Regions from separate parts of the Zea mays genome. Here region 2 is linked to region 1. Evidence: chromatin contacts called from public Hi-C data. All regions are on one chromosome and are shown on one strand. Each heading gives the region's core, a stretch centred on a gene start, on an enhancer-like site or on the middle of the called end of the contact. The rest is flanking DNA. Distances are from core to core; before and after follow the strand shown.

Region 1 (3,025 bases), core at 414-2,913:
GACTAACATCGATGAATAGACAACCAAAATCTCACTATACAACCCTAACAATAGAATAATTGCACACATGCATCTCCATGGGATGGTTCAACACAAGAATACAATGGTATACAAATATCTGAACTGTTAGCTCCAAATTTATATTTGGTACTGATTTTTTTTTGTTTAGTTATTTTTTAAAGCACATGTAGTCCAAATACCAAGTCATTCAATAAATTATAGCAAAAGTACATTTAAATTTTATAATGATGTGTTATTGGTAAAAGAATCAAATTTATTTTTAAAGATATCATTTGAATTTAATGAATTTAGGAAGAAAAATCAAAGTCAATTAAAGTTTGAACCGGTGAGATATGAATTTTGGAAGGTTGGTTGCTAGTTAGATTAGAGAAAAGGAAGAACACAAAACTGATTCGATAAAATGGTTGGGCCACTGCTAGTATGAATAGAGAGGGAGAGAGAGGTCAGCCCGCAGGCCGTGCAAGGCCAAGAGAATACCAGGTAAGGAAATGGGCTAGACTGAGTTCCTCCCGAGGCCAGGATGTGTTTATTAAAAACATTTAACTTTTGTTTTATTTCTAGGGAATTTTATATTTGTAGAGTTCTTACAAACTCGATCTAAAAATTCTACAAATTGGACGTTTGAGTCGAGGACTTATTTGCTTAGTATTTGAGGGCATTTTACTGTACGTTCGAGGAATGTGGTACGGGTCGTCATGAGAAAAGGAAGAAAAAAAATGCCATAAGCTGTTTATATAAATAATGGGTCGATTATATATGCTATGTTTTTGTCCTTTTACATATAAATTATAGAACAATAGTTTGTTTGATAAATTTATTTGTATTTAACTGAATATTGATCAAAGTTTTAAATTCCTGAGAAAATACAAATATAGAATGAATCGTTTGTGTCTATTAGCAAGCACCTTCATGACCGACTAGATTGCTCAGTTGTATCGGTCAATTTCTTAGCTCGTACAGTACGATTTTATCATGCAAATCATTCGGGAGGTGCGTGGCTGGATAGAAGATAAGGGTTTGGCAAATCACCTGCGCGCGAGCATACATTTGGGCAGCAACACCAACGCGAGAAACCAAACCACACAGAACTACATACAAATCGAAAGGAGCTAGAAATCTACTGACGAATCAATCCACGAACGCGTACTGCTCGTAGCGCACGCTGCAGTCCACGAGCACGGCCCTGGCACCGACGCTGTACCCGCAGGAGGCGTCCATCTGGCTCACGGCGGAGCGGAGGCAGGCAGCGCAGTCCGCGGCGGACAGCGCCGCCCGGCACGCGGCGTGCCCGTACGCGAAGGCGGCCGGGTACGGGGAGATGTCGTAGAAGTCGTGGCCTGCCCGGACCGGCGTGGCGGACAACAGCTCCGACAGCACGAACGTTAGGCTCGTCGCGAAGGGGTCCCCGGCGCCGTAGGACGCGCCATTGCACAGCACCGAGAGCGCCTCCGTGTTGGGCGTCGCGGCCATGGCGCCGCGCGTGTGCGAGGAAGCGAGCAGCAGCCACAGCATCAGCATGATGGGAGTAACGAGGAAGGGTGGCGGTGCTGGTGCCTGACGGGTTGGAGATGCCATGGTGCTCGATGTATTTTTGTGCGTGTATAGTAAGTAGCACCTTTTGACTGTGATCTTCTTGTTCTTGGGGAAAAAAATAGGCAAGACGTACGTATAGGTCGAGGCCGGCTTGGCCTGCCGGCCGGCCGGCATATGGTATGTGGTCTTTGTCATGGCGTGCGTCGTGGGATCCTCCTGTTGGGGACTTGTTCTTAAATGCTTCGAATTAAGAACAAGGCAACATAAAAAGTGTTAAGTGTTAAAGTCCTTCGTCCTTCGAAGCATTATGTCCCTTCGGGAAATAATGAGTTTCGGACGAAGATCATAAGAAACATACCTTCGTAAACATAACAAGTAATGACGAAGGATTCATATAAAGCATGAAATATAATATAAGCATCATCATAGGATCATTTCTATTTTATTAACATGGAAAAATAGAAATGATTTCAAATTACAAATGTACCTTCGGTCCTGAGAGAAGATAAAAAGTACAAGCGTGACGCAAAAGCAAAATGCCAAGTCAGCGTGAACAGTACGGGAGTACTGTTCATCTATTTATAGACGCGGGACACAGCCCACGTAAAATTACATTTATGTCCATTACATTTGTCAATGACTTATGGAAACCTGACAAGGTCCACGTAGTCTTTTCATCTTTAAGTCGGTTCCCCTCTCTGCTATCGCGACGAAGCTTCCCTGCGCACAGCTTCGGCTGTGCACCATCCTTCGTGGAGCTTGGTAATCAGCCCGTCCTTCGTCTGGTTCAGGCTTCGTCCTGACCGCACTTCATGTTCGTAATTCTGAGTCCGAAGGTACCTGTTCACATAATCTACTTGGAAAACATTGTTAAATCATGTTTTTGAGGACCTTCGGAGGACGAAGGCCCCCAACAGTAGCCCCTCGCAATATTAATTTGTTTGAAATAATAAATTCAGATTGCGACATGAACGAAGGCTTTATGCCGAAGGTCCGAAAAAACACCTTCCCTTTGCTAGAATAGCAACATTCAATGACAAGTGGGGTCTTTCAACTTTCAACGCATCAAGCGTATAAATACGGCCATACCGCAAACTTATTTTGCACGCTTTCTGGCCAACCACTCTTGCTCACTCATTTTTTAGCTCTCGTGCACTGTGATCTGCTAAGCTTTTAGCTTTGAAGCTTCGGCTTTGAAAACAGTTTTTTAGTGTTTCCGAAGATGTCTGAAGCTGCTAAGAAGGCTGCTGCTGAAATGAAGCTGAGTCTTGATGAAGAGAAGAACTTAGGGTTTCTTATAGCAATGTCGAAGACCAACACAGAAAAGATCACCAGGGAAATTCTGGAAGGGCTGTCTGAAGATACTGGTGACAGTGAAAGTTATGATGTGGACAGCGGTGGCGAAGACTCCGAAGATCGCCCCTGGCGACCAAGCCATTCAGTTTATGGTAAATCAACTATCAAAGAGAAT
Region 2 (3,140 bases), core at 32-2,531, 520 kb before region 1:
GCAAGGGCTCTCAATAAAGAGAGTTTGCAAGCAGAAGTCGGATTGCCTGTGGACTCGAGCATCCCTGTTATAGTTTTCGTCGGGCGTCTCGAAGAACAGAAAGGGTCCGACATACTCATTGCAGCCATTCCAGAGTTCGTGGGCGAGAATGTCCAGATAATCGTTCTTGTATGTTCCAATTTAGAAGTGGTTTCTATTCTTTCGCATGGCACGGTTCACGATCTGATAGTCGCTGAGAAAAAAAATTGTTCTTCAGGGCACGGGAAAGAAGAAGATGGAGGAGGAACTAACGCAGCTGGAAGTGAAATATCCAAACAACGCTAGAGGCATAGCGAAATTCAATGTTCCATTGGCACACATGATGTTTGCCGGGGCTGACTTCATTATCGTCCCAAGCAGGTTTGAGCCATGTGGTCTCATTCAGCTGCAAGGGATGAGATATGGAGTGGTGAGACTTCCTAGCTCCGCTTTGTTACAGCAGTTCAGATTTTTTGTTACAGTTCAGATTTGAGTGCGCGTAGGATAAATATTAGCAGGCATTTTTTTTCCTCATCATGTCACATCTTGATTCCTGTAAAGTGTTAGAAAATACCACGTAGTTAAGCAGCAGACAAAGTGCAATAGAAAAAGAATGACCATCGATGCTGCAAATATATATATATTTTTTTGCAGATTCCTATCTGTTCATCCACTGGAGGACTTGTCGACACGGTTGAGGAGGGCGTCACCGGATTCCACATGGGTTCTTTCAATGTCGAGGTAAAGAACAACACGGACTCATTGTTCTCAGGCTCCATAAATGAAAATAGCCTTTGGTTAATCTTCTCCTCCATCTTTTTTAGTGTGAAACTGTAGACCCAGCCGACGTGACAGCAGTGGCGTCAACCGTCACGCGAGCCCTGAAGCAGTACGACACCCCGGCATTCCATGAGATGGTTCAGAACTGCATGGCGAAAGACCTGTCCTGGAAGGTACGTATAGGCACATGTGTATATATATGCCAGCCAAGCTCTCCGTTTATCGTTGGCATGCAGCTAGGTAACTCTTTGTCAAGATAATAAGGATCACCGACCCCTCTCGTCTCTGGTCTAGGGGCCTGCGAAGAAGTGGGAGGAGGTGCTTCTGGGCCTTGGAGTCGAGGGGAGTCGAGCTGGCATCGACGACGCAGAGGAGATCGCCCCACTTGCCAAGGAAAACGTAGCCACTCCGTGAGGGCTTGGTGGTGCCTCGACTCGGAAACACGCGTTGGTGATAGGAAGCGTCTTCTAGGATCCTCCTGGGCGGCCTTGTGGCTGGTGGAGTGAGGTGTCCAGTCAGACACGGTTTCGCCTCTACTACTAGTCTACTACTACTACCTCATTGTAATATAATCCTTGGCATTCTAAAAAATGCCATGCCTGCTCTAATTCTTCTGTTCTTGCGCAACATACACTTCCCGCTTCCGTTCGGTCGACAACGGTTATGTAAATATAGCGAATGCTAGCGGGCAGCTCGAATCATCCCAAGTGGTAGGGTCACGATGGAGTTGTTTGAAATGGCTCGTTCTTGTGCATAGTTCGCTTCTCAGTGGTGGTTTAAAACATATGAGCACAGCCACTGTTGCGTAAGTAATAGTGGCTGTTTCTACAAAAAATAATTTTATGAGAGCAAGTTCCTGCAGCCAACAGCAATCACTGCTGATCAGGCCGAGTGGAAAAATCTAAACATTCATGCAGGGCCTAATGACTCAATTTATGTATATGATTTGAGATGCATGGTCTGTTTGTTTCGGCGTATCAGCAGCTTCTGGCTGGCCGCCAGAACGGACTACAGACTGCCAAACACCGTAAATCCCAAAATTTGTATAAGAAAGAAAACAATAAAATAAGGAAATAAAATAATAAGGTGAGATACTCCATCGATTTGTTCTTCTCATAAATTATACATACAATGAAAACAATCAAGAAACCCTTATACAATGAAAACAATCAAGAAACCCTTAAATGTAAGTATACAATACCTTCTTTCAAAATAAATATGTCGGGGACCATAATTAGTGGTACCCTCAAGACGCCTAATTCTCAGCTGGTAACCCCCATCAGCATAAAGCTGCAGAGGCCTCATGGGTGCGATTAAGTCAGGGATCAGTCCATACGAGCGACTCGATCACGCCTCGCCCGAGCCTAGCCTCGGGCAAGGGCAGCCGACCCCGAGGGATTTCCGTCTCGCCCAAGACCCCCCCTTTAACGGCGGACACATCTCCGGCTCGCCCGAGGCCTTGCCTTCGCTAAGAAGCAACCCTAACTAAATCGCCGCACCGACCGACCGAGTCGCAGGAGCATTTAACGCAAAGGTGGCCTGACACCTTTATCCTGACGCGCGCCCCCCGGCAGAGCCGAAGTGACCGCCGTCACTTCGCCGCTCCACTGACCGGTCTGACAGAAGGACAGCGCCGCCTGCGCCACTCCGACAGCAGTGCCACTTGACAGAGTGAGACTGACAGGCAGTCAGGCCCTGCCAAAGGCGCCATAGGAAACTCCGCTACGCCCGACCCAGGGCTCGGACTCGGGCTAAGCCCCGGAAGACGGCGAACTCCGCTCCGCCCGACCCAGGGCTCGGACTCGGGCTAAGCCCCGGAAGACGGCGAACTCCGCTCCGCCCGACCCAGGGCTCGGACTCGGGCTAAGCCCCGGAAGACGGCGAACTCCGCTCCGCCCGACCCAGGGCTCGGACTCGGGCTAGGCCCAGGAAGACGGCGAACTCCGCTCCGCCCGACCCAGGGCTCGGACTCGGGCTCAGCCCCAGAAGACGACGAACTCCGCTTCGCCCGACCCCAGGGCTCGGACTCCGCCCTGGCCTCTGCCGAACGACCTCTGCCTCGCCCGACCCAGGGGCTCGGACTCGGCCTCGGCCACGGAAGACAGGCTCGACCCCGGCTTCGGAGGAGCCTCCACGACGCCCAGCCTAGGGCACAGGCCCGCCACGTCAACAGGAAGCGCCATCATCACCCTACCCCGAGCCGACTCGGGTCGCAGAGAACAAGACCGGTGTCCCATCTGGCTAGCTCCGCCAAGTAGGCAATGATGGCGCCCCGCAAGCCCTGTGACGACGGCGGCTCTCAGCTCCCTTACGGAAGCAGGGGGACGTCAGCAAGGACTCGA

What was found. Hi-C and Micro-C count contacts between places; a contact is called where the count stands out from the background.
Region 2: a Hi-C map of ear shows a contact between it and region 1, with 2.5 times the contacts expected there. The contact joins the enhancer-like site here to the promoter of LOC100277789 in region 1. A contact is called at or near these places in 2 of 25 Hi-C or Micro-C datasets (ear and tassel).

What each region holds. Positions count from the first base shown.
Region 1 is chr7:35,362,297-35,365,321 of Zm-B73-REFERENCE-NAM-5.0, reverse strand. LOC100277789 reads right to left here and starts at 1,663. Exons shown (of 1, transcript NM_001151269.2): 1 at 1,035-1,663. The coding sequence starts at 1,596. The coding sequence ends at 1,150.
Region 2 is chr7:35,886,087-35,889,226 of Zm-B73-REFERENCE-NAM-5.0, reverse strand. It overlaps LOC100125638 (granule bound starch synthase IIa precursor), which reads left to right. Exons shown (of 14, transcript NM_001347904.1): 10 at 1-168; 11 at 257-448; 12 at 673-759; 13 at 843-971; 14 at 1,093-1,532. The coding sequence ends at 1,212. Among protein-coding and RNA genes, the nearest start is that of LOC100125638, 7.3 kb to the left of the region's middle. Within about 2 kb of position 1,281, at least 14 of the 20 cell types and tissues checked have an H3K27ac peak or open chromatin away from gene starts, as enhancers often do. A contact at or near this core is called in ear and tassel, where this site is marked.